2 separate regions of the Mus musculus genome follow, and region 1 is linked to region 2. Evidence: chromatin contacts called from public HiChIP or PLAC-seq data. All regions are on one chromosome and are shown on one strand. Each heading gives the region's core, a stretch centred on a gene start, on an enhancer-like site or on the middle of the called end of the contact. The rest is flanking DNA. Distances are from core to core; before and after follow the strand shown.

What was found. HiChIP or PLAC-seq counts read pairs in DNA pulled down with a chosen protein or histone mark.
Region 1: a contact with region 2 is called in an H3K27ac HiChIP or PLAC-seq map of double positive thymocytes, with 6 read pairs. The contact joins the enhancer-like site here to the promoter of Pdxk in region 2. A contact is called at or near these places in 2 of 39 promoter capture datasets (the C10 cell line and embryonic stem cells), 1 of 484 Hi-C or Micro-C datasets (effector CD8 T cells), 4 of 115 datasets of contacts at active chromatin or transcription factors (the 230-238 cell line, double positive thymocytes and effector CD8 T cells) and 3 of 9 other capture datasets (adipose tissue, liver and pancreatic islet).

What each region holds. Positions count from the first base shown.
Region 1 is chr10:78,284,121-78,291,168 of GRCm38.p6, forward strand. Agpat3 (1-acylglycerol-3-phosphate O-acyltransferase 3) reads right to left here. Exons shown (of 10, transcript NM_053014.3): 3 at 3,727-3,953; 4 at 875-1,044; 5 at 69-230. The coding sequence starts at 3,904. Among named protein-coding and RNA genes, the nearest start is that of Gm30122, 24 kb to the left of the region's middle. Within about 2 kb of position 5,636, at least 11 of the 459 cell types and tissues checked have an H3K27ac peak or open chromatin away from gene starts, as enhancers often do.
Region 2 is chr10:78,463,170-78,470,234 of GRCm38.p6, forward strand. It overlaps Pdxk (pyridoxal (pyridoxine, vitamin B6) kinase), which reads right to left and starts at 1,779. Exons shown (of 11, transcript NM_172134.2): 1 at 1,592-1,779. The coding sequence starts at 1,678.

The sequences.
Region 1 (7,048 bases), core at 4,386-6,885, 180 kb before region 2:
GGTACACAGGAAGACTGAGTTGCATCCACAAGCCCCTACCACCTCGTGGTACATGCAAGCACACTCACCCACATGTACTCTGGGTAGTCAGCTAAGCGCCTCAGGCCCTCTATGACGGTGTCCCGGTCTTCCTCCCACTTCCGTTTGCAGAATACGATCTCTAGGAAGTACCACGTCCAGCCGATGAGAGGCACACACAGCAGCTCCCTCTTAGCCAGCACCTTGGAGCTCTGCAGGGAGACCATGGCATCTGTCAGAGGTGGGGAGGCCCGGCCAGAAGCCCTCACACACACACACCAGGGGCTCAAGCCTTGCTTCTCCTGGCTCAAAGTATTTGCTATAAATGGGACCCCCAGCTTATGACTGAATGATCCTTGACTTGGTACCCCTCAAGTACACACAGGGGGCCACCCCAGAAACTACTGAAGAGCCCAGCCTTGGTGTTGTGGCAGGCCCACGGTAGATAGCAGCACCTCAGTACCTGGTCTCTTCCTGACCCCTATCTTCCTGCCATTGCTTAGGGGCTTCGGCTGCACTCAACTCCCTGGCCCTCTTAGAGTGGTTTAAATTCACTTAAGGCCACTAACCAATTATTCAGTTAGCCTTGAGTGGGATCCTCTGGATGGTGAACAGTAGTAACAAGAAATGAAGTCACAGTGAGTCCCAAGAGCAGGCAGGAAACTTCAGAGAAGAGCACATGGGAAAACACACCCCTCCCACCACCTCCATCAGCCATACCGCTCAATGAGAAGGGGCCAAGCCAAGAAACCTCTAAGGAACAAGCCTCTAGAGTCTCGGGGACTCTGATGCAGGTCTCCTCCTGGGGCCCCATTCTGCCATCATTCACCCAGCCCTCCCTGACCCCATTGCTCACCCCCAGCACGCCAAACCGCTCGCACATCGTCCACCCACAAAGGAAGTCGATCTCGAAGTTGTGGTTGAGGATAACAACCACATGCTCCTTCCCAAAGTGGTCCACGGTGGCCTGGTCGGTGAAGAGAGTGCACTCCGTGCAGGACCACCACTCCAGGAGCATGACCAGCTCTGCGGGAGGGTGGGGTCAGCACTGGGAGATGCCTGCCCAGTGCCCTGCTCCAGCCCCAGCCCCACCCCGGTTTTCCACAGGTTCTGGGAGAGCAGTATCAGACCCACATCCATTTCCATTTCCACCTAGAGGGGAACTCTTTTCTAGAAGTGAGTTTGGAGGGCCCGTGTTTGTAAGCTTTCCCGAGTCACAGCTACTTTGTGTGATGGAAGTTGTGGCGGCAGCAAACGGAAGAAGCAGGGCCCTGCAGCTCTAAATAGTCAGGCTGCCTCAGTGTTCAGCCACCACGTCACATGACCACTGGCTTGCTTATGTGGGAGGCAGGCGGGAGCTGTGTCCTGAATGACCAGGAAGAGAATGCCTGCGGGGCCATGCAATTCACAGTTGGAGAGCGAAGATAAGGTGGACATCAAGTGTAAGCTATGGTGCACATTCAGTCTTGCCCACCCCAGGCCGGCCTACGGAAGAGCTCCTATGAGATCTACTGCTGCCCAGGAGGATGTGGGATGCCCCAAGGATGAGGAGGGGCACTGTGGTCAGGAGCTCAGAGGGCAATCAGCAGCTGACTGCAGCAGCATCTCCACAAGAATGAGGAGGGTCACTGCAACTCAGAACCCAGCCTCTACCTGCCTGCATCTCACAGGCCATGACAGATCCAGGATGAGGCGGGACCACAGCATTACCTGGCTTCTCCACATGGTCACCTTCATAAGGTCAGGGCCAGAAGGTTCCATGCTAAGAGCTTTTGTTCAGCGTAGAGTTTGAATATAAATGAGGTCTGGCAGGAAGCACACGAGGGCAGGCATCCTGCATGGGTGCCATGGTCTGCAGTGGGATGACTACGGCCAGGCATCTGAGGCAGGTGGACCAGGATGTAACTGCCACATGTGGGATGGCGGCAGGAAGCACTTCTGGCTCTGGCCACTGCTTCATGAGAGAGCCCCAGGACCCCCTGAAAAGAACTGATCCCTGGGGATGGAGCCAGGGCATGCTGCCAGCCTCAAACACAGAGCCCACAAATAGGGTGAGGCCCTGGGCACACAGGAGTTCTCACTTAGTCCCAGGAGGGGTGCCAAATGGTGTAGCTGCTTTGGAATACTGCAGAGGTTGGGGTCCTTAATGTTTTCCAAACACATTAGCATGTGGCCAGAAGAGCATCCCATATGTGTGCCCTAGAGCCATTCGTGTGTCTACATGAGAACTCACACAGGGTGGCTCTGCCATTAGAGAGTGGTGACAGTCATCATCCTCCAGTCTAGCACAGGCTATTACCCAGTCACATGACAGAAGGAAGTTCTGAGGCCTGGGCACCCAGGAAGTCCCCAAGGATATGCTCTTCAGTTGCCGTGTACCCATCTCCCCATCTCTGCTTGAGGCCAGGCTGATGCTAACTGGCTTCTCTGCCCCTCCCAGGGCGTGCTCAGAAAGCCTCACGGGGGTACATCTGACTTTCTAGCGCGTCTCCCATGATAGCTGAGGGGCTCTGTTTCCTTTCCTCTCTGGATTTGGTGTGTGTGCTGTTCTGGAGTCAGAGTAGCACCAGATTCAGGAGTCTATAGTTTTAGCTTTTATCTGTCAACACTGGAGTGGTCTTGCCACCAAGTCATGTTGCACGTGTGGGGTTTGTAGTTTGCTCTCTGTGCAACAGCTGTCACCTTTTGAGTCAAGCTGAGAAGGGGGATCAGGCAGACTGGAGTCACTGGCTTCTAGGTAGGGAGAGGATAAGGGTGCAGAAATCCTGTGAGATGGTACGTGCCCTCTCCTGTGGGGTAGCACACACCATCCTGTACCCCCTTCCTGGGGCATTGCTGTCCCTTCCTGCCTCTTCCATGCCTCTGCCGCACAGGCAGGTGTAAGCAGTTATAGACTTTTTCCCCCCACTTAGAACTGCATTTGGAAGAGGGTTCTCAGATACAAAAAGGCTACTCATTTTCTTGGTGTCTGTGTGGGCACACCGAGGATGGGATATGGCCAGGGCTAGCATCCATAAGACGACCTGGTTAGCTTTGGGCCCATATAAACAAGAGATGGTGAGGATGCCTGTGAGGCATAGGCACTGGCAGAAATCTCGGGGCTGTGTCCTTGTCCTGTGGGAACTGAGTCAAACTGGCATCATGTAAACTGCAGGTAGCTGCATCCAGGTCCAGGCCCTCCCCGGTGCATAGGCTGGGAGTAAGTGGCTGTCTGTCCACGTAGATGTGGAGAAGGGATCTCATGTATATGTGCATTCATGCACTAGTACGTTCTGATGCATAGGTAGCACTCACACACTTGCGCCAAAGGGGCACCCTTGTTTTTACTTGCACCCTGAAATGTGAAGAGGGACATTCAGTACCCTGTGCTGGTGGCCGGTTACAGATCAGTGGGCCTATTTTTATCTCGCTTTTGCTGGTCTGAAAGCACCCACCGTGCTGTGTTAGACCCTCCTTTTGTGTGAGTCACACAGCTTGATGTGGAAATATCATGTGGTTGAGCCTGGTAAAGTTACTCTGAGCACCTGTTCACATGACCCTGGAAGGGTATGACCTCAGGGAACCAGAGATGCACCCGGCTCTGTTCTGCAATGGAGTGCCAGGTGTGGCCCTGTCCTTGAGAGCCCTGGCAAGAGAAGCTTCCCCCCACCTCCGTGCCCCCCGCCCCAGAAGCCCCTGCACGATGCCCTTATGGGCGAGGACACTTACGGCTCCAGAGCGAGTAGGCCAAGCGGCAGTTGATACGGCGGTATAGGTGCTTGCTGATGGGCCAGAGGGCCAGTGTGCACAGCTGGGTGAAGTTGATAATTAACCCGCTCACCACGAAGACGAAGCCAATGAGCAGGTGCACCACGAACTGGGTCTTCAGGTAGGCAAGCAGGCCCATGGTCGCTGCTCAGGGGCGGCCGCACGGTCCTTCACTGAGAACAGCCGTCCTGGAAACACAGAGCTCAGGTCAGTGTGTGTGGAGACAAGGCATAGGCTTGTGGTCTGGACAACACGGCCCTCATTCAGGACATGGGTAGGAGATGCGCTGTTTTGCCTGGTTTAGAGAGAGGCTGCCCCTGGAAAGCTGATGGACAAACACTATGCATCTTATGCAAACATCACACGTGAACACCCCCCCCCACCACCACACACACACACACACACACAGGGAGTGACTTAGAGCACAGGAAGGCTGAATGAATGGCCTATTCAAGGGGCCAGCAGGAGATCTCAGTGTTGACTTTGAGGCCTGAGTCTATGCTCATGTCCCAAGGCCAGGGTCTGCAGGCCATGTACCCCGACACCTCAGTGACCTTAAAGTTCCTCCCTACACCATGCAGGACAGATCCGCATAGACCTGAATATATGAGGTGGCTGAGGGTCTCCACAGCCATCACATGACACTACCCTAGCTATGATAGCTCTGACCCAGCAGCCCCAGGGGAAATGACAGCCCTCAGCACACCATGCTCATGTTCATGTCACAGGCTCTATCCTGTGCCCCTCCCAGTGGCTTTGCGGCTCTATAGCACACCTTCGATCCCACACCCTGGGCCCCAGGGAGAGACTATGATTTTCAAGATTGAACTTCAGTGAGGTCTCACATACAGTCACTATGTACTCAGCTTTGGGTGACAAAACTCAGTGACCAGAAGCTGGGCAGTGGTGGCGTACACCTTTAGTCCCAACACTTGGGAGGCAGAGGCAGGTGGATTTCTGAGTTTGAGGCCAGCCTGATCTACAGAGTGAGTTCCAGGACAGCCAGGGCTACACAGAGAAACCCTGTCTCGAAAAAACAAAAACAAAAAAACAAAAAAACAAAAAAACAAAACAAAAAAACAAAAAAACAAAAAAAAAAAAAAGAAAAGAAAAGACTCAGTGACCAGGTGGCCACCGCCACTACACACAGAAGGAGCCATGCAGGCTGGCTCCACCCCAGGCCCTGGCTGTGCCCATCACTGTTCTGGTAGCTTGGCTTTGCTTCTTTCCCAAGGCATAGGATGGGATGGATGGGCTGGCATCAGAATGCTGAGCTTGGCCCTGCTGGGGTACAACAGCAGCACTGTGTCCCCTGCTAAGTCCTCAGCTGTCCCTCCGTCATAATGACCCCCACCTGTTCATGCTCCAGCTGTGAGGATGGCTTTCATTGAGCATCCCACTCGATCAACCGCCCCTGTGCTGTGCAGTAGAGGAGGTTTCCTGCTCTACCTGCTGGAGTCTCAACTAGAGAGTTGTGCAGAACCCGTGGTGAGCCTATACCAACCTCAGTATTCCGTCCCTAGAGTGCGTTGCCACCTACCACATCCACCTCTGGATTTCTGGTGTCCCTGGGTCTAGCCAAACCTGAAGGGGGCAGATAGACTTAGCCAAATGCTAGCCTGGAGCTCAACTCAGGCACCAAGACCACATCTCTACATCATAGCCCAGGATATCTCGTTTAGCTTCATAGCCTCGTCATCCACATAGAACCGTCTAACACACTGTCCTAGAAGGCCATCTGACATGTGTCTGTGCTGCAGAGCATGACCTCAGTCATCACTCTCTAGTCCCCAAGTGTTCCAGTGACAGACACGGGGCTTGCTTCCTCAGTGCTGGCTGCACCCATTTCTAGGACTGTTTCCTTAGTGCCTTCTTAAAACTTCAGTGCTGTCCGCAGGAATTCCACTCAGCCTTTGTGCCAGCTCCTGCTCTGCTCTGCTCTTGGCTACAAAGTTTCTGGTTCACCAGGGCAGGGAAGTGTGGGAAAGGCCTGCATTGAATGACCACAGTGTTGGTCCAGGTGCCTTCAAAATAAGTCTTTTTGTTTTTTTAAGGCACAGTCTCACTATGTAGCCCAGGCTAGTCTAGGACTCATAAAGATCTGCCTGTCTTTGCCTCCAAAATGTTGAAGTTTGAGGCATACAGTGCCACGCCCAGCAAGTTTTTAAAAGTCTTGTGTCCTAAGACCGTTTCAAGTTGACACCTACATTTCAGATCCGAGTTTAAATGTGCAGGGTATCCTGGTGTGCTGGTAAATTTGACTTTTAAAAGTGGAGCTTTAATCTTATAAATGCAACCACAGACCAGCCTAGAGATCCCGCATCCCCATGGTTGCTTCACAGCCTCTCTGCTGGCTCCCTGGCTGTGGATTTCCACTGCATAAAAACTCTACAGGATTTTATCACCAGGCAGCACACCAAGAGTCTCTTTGGCTTGAAATGATGCTTGAGAGCGTTTTATTGATTACTGTGACCTACTGTCCCAGCAAAACTGTGGACCATTTTAGCCTCCTTTGGACACTTCTGGCACACAGGCCCAGAGGTGAAGCATCTCAGACGTCAGAACTGCACAGGAACTGTCCTGTTTGTCGGGACCACCTATTTGTAAAGCTGTGATCACAACACCAGCTTGAACCCCCGGGTAGCACAGGACATCCAGCTGCACCCTGCAGATACCTCACAGCACTTCTTGGGATACATCTTATTCTCTTTTCTTTTTTTTAACCATGCACCTGATCCTGAAAACTCTGAGGTCTACACAGCCATCTGGGAACGCACCCCTCCACCTCAATGGGAAACTTCTTCATGGTCACTTTAGGTTCAAGGCTTTTGGCCAAGAAAACTCCACAGAGCTGATGGGCAGCTAAGAGGAGCTAAGAGGAGGTGCCTAGTGCTCCACCCCCAGGGGAGTGGTGCCTCCAGACACCCTTGGCATAAGAGCATGGTGCAGCTAATTACCACAATCCTTGCAGGGCATGTCTGAGAGCGGGCTGACCCTGACCATAAGACATGTCATCTGTGAATCTGCCGTTTCGTCCTGCAGTGGGATGGCCTTGTCAGACTCACAACCTCTTTCTCCCAAGGCCCTCTCAATCTCCTTGGATAGTCCTGCCCTGGCATCTGGTCCCCATTATGATCTCTGGGTACCGGTGTCATTTATTATTTCCATGTGACCTTTGAAGACTGGGTGTGACTAAAAGCTTAGACATGGTTTCTGGAGCCTAAATGACCAACAGCTGGAGGACAGAGTGGTCCCTAGAGCTCAAAGGTGGTTTCCTGGAATC
Region 2 (7,065 bases), core at 529-3,028:
GTGGAAGAGGCAAGCAACGCAGGACACGGGGTCTCAGAAGCCGGCACACCTCTGCCCAAGGTGAGGGAACTGCATGAAGCTCAGCCTGGCCCCGCCCTCCCTGGCTGTCCCTCCTTCAGGACTCTGCCCCTTTGCTCCTTAGTACAGTCTTTTTTTGAGAAAGGGTTTCTCTGTGTAGCCCTGGCTGTCCTGGAACTCACTCTGTAGACCAGGTTGGCCTTGAACTCAGAAATCCGCCTGTCTTTGACTCCCAAGTGCTGGGATTAAAGGCATGTGCCACCACACCCGGCTCCTTAGTACAGTCTTACTTCAATGACCTTGTTACCCCAATCCTGGCCCCTTAAGCTAGAGAGCAAAGGTAAAGAGCATGAAGCACCAGACCAGTGCATTCTGGATAGAACAAGAATGCCTACACTAGACCGTGTGGGTGAAGCACTGTTTATCAACCAACAGGCGCTCAAACACTCAGCAACTGCCCTTGCCTACAGACTTTGATCTCCTATGCTGTATAATAACAATCAATTGCTCTATTTGTCTGGCAAGCAAGCCTGATTCAGGACAGTCCTCTATTGTCCTTAAATGCAGTTCCAGCCACCTGTTTTCCTTCCAAGTCCTTCTTTCAGGTCCATGGTAGCCAGAGGCTACACCCTAACATCTCCCAGGAATCAGTTTAATGGCTAGACATGAGCGGAAGGGGAACGGGGACCTGCCACCCTGCTCAGTGACCAGCCAAAAAAGATACATTGCAAGAGGCCACCACCTGGTTGCCCAGGCCAGCCCAATCTTCCTGCTGGACCGGCCAGGCAAGGAAGCTCCAGTCAGCTGATATTGCCTATGACCCCTATTCTAATGCCCATGACAACCTGGTTCCCTCCAAGGGCAACCAGTCACAAGCAGGAAGCACCACCTGCCAGAAATGATCAGAGATAGCCTCATTCATCACACATCTCACAGGAGATAGGATCTGGGAAGAAAAGGCTACAGCCCTTCTAACAGGTTGCTTCCAAAGCCAAACTCAGCAAACTATGCTGTCTTTTAGGAATAAAAGCAAGCACGCGGGAGGTGCAGAGTTCCAGCCCCATCTCTGCGGGTGACAGACCACCCTAAGAGTGTTCAGACCCAAGCGTGGGCCCAGCTTCCTCCTTGGTCCAAGTTCATAGAATGGGTAGAAGCAGAACGTGGATGTCTGCAGAGAGCGAGCAATCACTAGCCAATGTGTCTACCAAGAGGCTCTCCGCGCTCCCAAAGGAAAGGATTCTCCCAGCTCAGCATTTTAACGCTTCGGGAAGCCCCTGCCCACTGTTGGTCAGGCAGACGGAAGCAACAGGGACCCTCAGGCGCTACCGTGTGCGCCACAGCCGGGCAGGGGGCTTCGTGCCACCTGCACCACCCCGCTGTAAGCTCCCCAGGGTAGTCCACGCCCCCGGCCTGCCTGCGCCAGGATCTGCCCTCAGCGCGCCCAGCGCTCAATAGGGACCCAAAAGGATGGCCACAGGGGGCCAAGGTCATTAGTCGGAAAAGGCCACGCAGCGAACCCGTAGACCCGCAAGTGAGCAGCCCGGCCCGGTTACATAAGCAGTGGAGCGCATACCTGCAGAGGGAACATGGCCGCTCTGTTACCCACGTAGCCACGGACAACATGGCTCTGGATGGAGAGCACCCGGCATTCGCCCTCCATGCCGGGAAAGCTGTAGTGGCGCGTGGTCCAGGTGGTGTCACAGGCTGGGGTTGCTCAGGCCGCTCGCTCGGATTCTGCTCCGAGCGCTTTAAGCACGCGCAGTCGCTAGGCTTGGACGCGCTCCCCGCCTCCTCTGACCTCAACAGGCCGGCTGCTAACCCGCGAGTCCCGCGCGGCGAGGGGCGGGCTGAAGGCGGTGCCTCACGCAGGCCCCGCCCCTCCGGGCAACGGGACCTGTGGAATCCAGCACATGAGCTCCTTCCTCTGTGCTCCATCACGTGGCCTCACATCCCTTTTTGCAGATCTGTCTGTGCGTCAGGGGGTTCGCCTGTATCACACTCCACAGCACGGTACTTTCAGTACACACTGTTCCACCTCCTTGGCCCGCGGCGCTGATCACTCCATGGGTGGCATACTCCGGAGCTGCTGTCCAAAGAGTTTCCACTGAGCTCCAGAGCCTGAAGACCCTCAGAGATCAGGAGATCCTTTCCAGCCACGCGGCCTGCGTGGAATCCCAGACCCAGTAGGGCTCACAGGCATCTGATCTCAGGCTACCCTGAGTCAGGAGTCACGTGCCCCTTCTCAATATAATAAGAGATCTTCTCTAGGCTCAAGTCTGCTTAGAGCCACTCATGGGGACAGATTTGAAGGGGCTGCACTGGTCTTCCCCTCTTCACTACCCACCAAGTCCTCTCAGTCCTAGGGAAAGCGCACCTCTCTTCCTGTCCCATCTCCAGACCTACACTTGGCACTCCTGTGGTCACGGACACACCAGGGTCACAGATCAGTGGCACAGGCCAGTATGTCAAGTTTGCTTTATCTTGGTGAGAGAGAGTACTGGGGACCAGATCTGCTCTGAAGAGAAAGGAACATTCCCATTGCTTGGGGAACAGATCAGAAAAAGGAAGTGGTTTTGAGGCTCCGTTGGTGGGGTGCATACCAAGGCCCCAGCACCAGAAAAGCTGTAAAGAAGAACCAAGTTGTTAGGAAGGCTTGACTGGAATCAACTAAATGGAAGTACATTGGAGGAATAATTAATTGCTTGCTGATAGTAACGTTTGCTGGATACTATGTATGTGCTAAACATTTCTTGTAACTGAATCTTGCTAGCCTGGAGCAATGGTGTACATTTATAATCCCGGCATTTCTGTGTTTGTGTATGTGTATAGAAGACCTCTGGTGTTATACTTAGGGAGGGGCAATTCACTTTGAGCTTTTCTTTAGCTTTTTTGAGACAAGGTCTCATGATGTCTCTCTCCCTGATCCAGCTCACTATCTAAGCCAAGCTGGCTTTGAACTCAGAGACCCACCTAACTTGAGTGCCAGGATTAAAGGTGTATGCCACCACACCTGGAACTGCCTTGGATTTATTTTATGTATTCATTTACTTAGATACCCTACTAGGACCCGGAAGTTCTCTCTTAGTTTGTCTAGGCTTCCTGGTTATGAAGCCCCTGGGATCTACCTGTTTCTATTCCTCATTGCTGAGGTTACAAATGCTGTTCTAACCAGGCAGTGGTGGCTCACACCTTTAATCCCAGCACTTGGGAGGCAGAGGCAGGCAGATTTCTGAGTTCGAGAATAGCCTGGTCTACAGAATGAGTTTCAGGACGACTAGGGCTATACAGACAAAACCTGTCTCAAAAAATAAAAACCCAATAAATAAATAAATTCTGTTCTTTTGTTTGTTTGTTTAGGCAAGGACTCACTATGTAGTCCTGGCTGGACTCGAACTTGCTATGTACTCTGAGTTGGTCTCAGAATCAGATCTACCACTCTTCACCCCCTGAGTACTGAGATTAAAGGGGTGTGCCACCGTGCCCGGGCAAAAAGTTTTAAATTTACATTTGTATTTAATTCAAGTGCGAGTGGTGCACACACACGCCACGGTGCACATGCGGAGGTCAGAGGACAACTTGCAGGAGGAGTTGGTTCTTTCCTTCCACCGTGTGGGTTCCAGGAATCCACAAATCCTGGTTTTGTGCCAAGCGCTCTCACCTTAGTCAATTACTTGCTCCCTGGATTACACAATTTTTTTAAACCTTTGACATCTTAGTGATTCAGTTGTTTTTTGCTTGGCATGCTGGGTCGAGGGAGGGTTAAGAAGAAACTCTAAAGGACAGCTCTTGAATGGTTGACATTGTCACTGTTAATAAGAATAAATGTGACTCAGAGCTCATATGTCCTTCTGTCCCCTAGCCCAGGGAACTGTGGGGCGTTTATACGCAGCTCTCAGATTCTGCAGGACACCTTCAGACAGGCAGTGCGTGGAGCCCAGAGCTGAGCCTCAGTTCTCCTGCATAGGCTTGCCTCCTCTGTGGGTCATCTGAGGACTTGGATTTAGGGATTGAATGTGGACAGAGCTCCCTGGCATAAGGCTCCTGCAAGCAAGTGGCCTTATTCAGGATTTCTGTCCCTTCATTTTTTTTTTTTTCCTCTTTCTGCTCATTCGGCATGGAGTAGCCTCAGGCCTTTGCCACTCTGTGTTGAGCCTTCTGTAACGTGACATGGACTAGAGTGTGGCCAGACTGCAGTGTGACTCCAGGAGATCACAAACCAACTAGCATTTCTCCCTTAGTCCCAGTGCAGTCAGGAAGTAGTCCCTGCTTTGCCTTAGCACATTCTCTGCTGAGTGGGGTTGGTTTGTGGCAGGATTTCCCTATATAATTCAAACAGGCTTCAAACTCAGATCCCTGCCTTGGTCTCCAATATTTGGTGACAAGAGTCACTGACTATGAAACCTAGACAGGACCTTTCCATAAATCTAAAGGACATTATAGCCCCTTGGTGGACTCTGGCAGCCCTGAGGTAGTCCAGCTCTGGGGGTGCAGGGGAGCTATGACCTTTCTGTGGCAAGTGCCTCGCTGATGGGCTGCTTACCATGACTTTTCCAGTATTAGCCTCCTGGCTCTCTCAGGAAGCTAGCCTAGAAAAGGCCTTTATTTCAGCTCTAGGTAAGGCAGACAGACAGACAGACAGACACCCCCCCACACACACACACTGACAGTATCAGGATGTGAATCCCTACAGCTTGAGAGGCAGCCCTGGCAGTTCAGAGCAGCTCTGAGTAACAAGGCCAGCATGATCTCTAGGAACACACGAAGGAGCCGGTCCACACCCAGTCAGGGCATGGAGCCAGGCACTGTGGGGATGCAGCACATCCCAACAAATCACCATTCCCAACAGGCCCTGCAGCTGAACAAGGACAAACCTCTCTCTGAAGATGTGGGTATAACCTAGGACCTAAGAGGTCAGGACAGTCTCAGGTTGCATCCATGGGGGATGGGGGGAGCTAGCACAGCAAGCAGACAGAGCACTGGAGGAAATTTTGCTTTCTCCATCCCCAACTACATACTGTGTCTCTCTGTAAATGAAACCTGAGACAAGCCAAAGTTTAGTTTAAAAGCCCAGGGCAGCTGAGTCTGTGGTTCCAGCACTAGGGAGGTTAAGTCTGCAGGCTTTCGAGTTCAGGCTAGCCCAGGCTACATCAGAAGAACTGATTCAAAAACAAACAAGCAAGCAAAAGGCCCTCAAAGCTGCAGGGAGAAAGTAACTGGACTTGTGTTCTCTGAGCCCTCGAAAGTCAGCAGAAGCTCTGCTGTGGCTCCCTGAATTCACTGGAGACTCCTCAGGATTGGGCAGGGCACCTCTCAGCCACAACACCAGCTACCACCAGGCTTTGGGCCAGCAGACACGGTGACAAGCGGCAGCTACAGCCCTTCTTGTAGAAGGTGAGTACAGAGGGTATCATTGGGCTATCCTGGGGCAACCACATCTGGCCCCTGCCAAGTGCCCAGTGACAGGCACCAAGAGATATGGGAAAGATGCCCACAGACTGGGGTGTGCGACAGAAGTCACAGTCTCAAGCCACTGCCCCTGCTGGCCCCTCCATTTTCCTGGTAGATACTTCACTTGCTCACTTACTTAGGGCTTTTAGGCAGAATCTGACTATATAGCCCTGGTTGTCCTAGAACTCACTATGTAGACCAGGCTGGCCCTGAACTGACAGAGATCTGCTTACTTTTGCCTCCCCAGGGCTGGGTTTAAAGATGTGCACCAGCGTCGGGCAGTGGTGGCGCACGCCTTTAATTCCAGCCCTTGGGAGGCAGAGGCAGGTAGATTTCTGAGTTCGAGGCCAACCTGGTCTGCAGCCTAAGTTTCAGGACAGCCAGGACTACACAGAGAAACCCTGTCTCAAAAAAACAAAAAAAGAAAGAAAGATGGATACCAGATCTCTCTGTGTGTGTCTCTGAATCTGTCTCTGTCTCTCTCTTGGTTTTGTGAGACAGGGTTTCTCTGTGTAGTCCTGGCTGTCCTGGAACTCAAGCTGGCCTCGAACACACAAATCTGCCTGCCTCTGCCTCCCAAGGGCTGGGATTAAAGGCGTGTGCCACCACTGCCCAGCTTTTTTTTTTTCTCTCTCTTATTGGCAGGATCTCTCTGTGAAGCTCTGATTACCCTGATACTCCCTATGTAGCCCAAGCTGACCTTGAACTTGTGGCAACCCTCTTGTCTCAGCTTCCTAACACCTGGCACCTGGGATGACAGGCGTGACCCACTTGGTCACCTAATGGGCACACTTTATAACAAAAAACTCACTACAGGGACAAAGGTCTGTATCTCCCACCCTCTGGAAGCTGAGACAGGAGGATCCTTGAACTTATGACTTCAAGACTAACCCAGCCATAGTTGTAAGATTATCTTGAGGTACCTTGGGGGAGGGGAAGAAGGAAAAGGAAACTGGCATACTACATTAATTGAAATTTACTCTGGTGCCAGGAGTGGTGGCACACGCCTTTAATCCCAGCACTCGGGAGGCAGAGGCAGGCAGATTTCTGAGTTTGAGGCCAGCCTGGTCTACAAAGTGAGTTCCAGGACAGCCAGGGCTATACAGAGAAACCCTGTCTGGAAAAACAAAACAAAACAACAACAACAAAAAGAAATTTACTCTGAAATACCAAAAAGTTATCATTCCAATGTGTAATCCATATAACAAGTCTAGGTGATCGACAGTAGTTCTGCCACCGGCTCAGAAAGCCAGGTGTGCTTGCATCCCAGACATCTGTCACAAGGAACCAGCCCACTCATGGCTCACAGCCGTGATAAAGGCCAAGGCTGCTCTACACCCAAAGGTGGAAGGATGTTATCCATCGACAAGCTGGGAGTAGGAACAGAGGGAACCCTGAGGCAAGGTGTGAAGAGAGGTCATAGGCATAAAAATCTGGGATAGCAGAGAACAGAGGACTGGACAGGTACAGGCCAGTCAGGAAGGCTGTGGAGACCGGTGGGAGTATGCAGGAGCCTGACATTGCTAGAGTTCAGGATAGGTTCTGTGGTGACCTCTGGAGGAAGATTGGGTGGAGGAAGAGGTGGGACTGGGCCCCAGC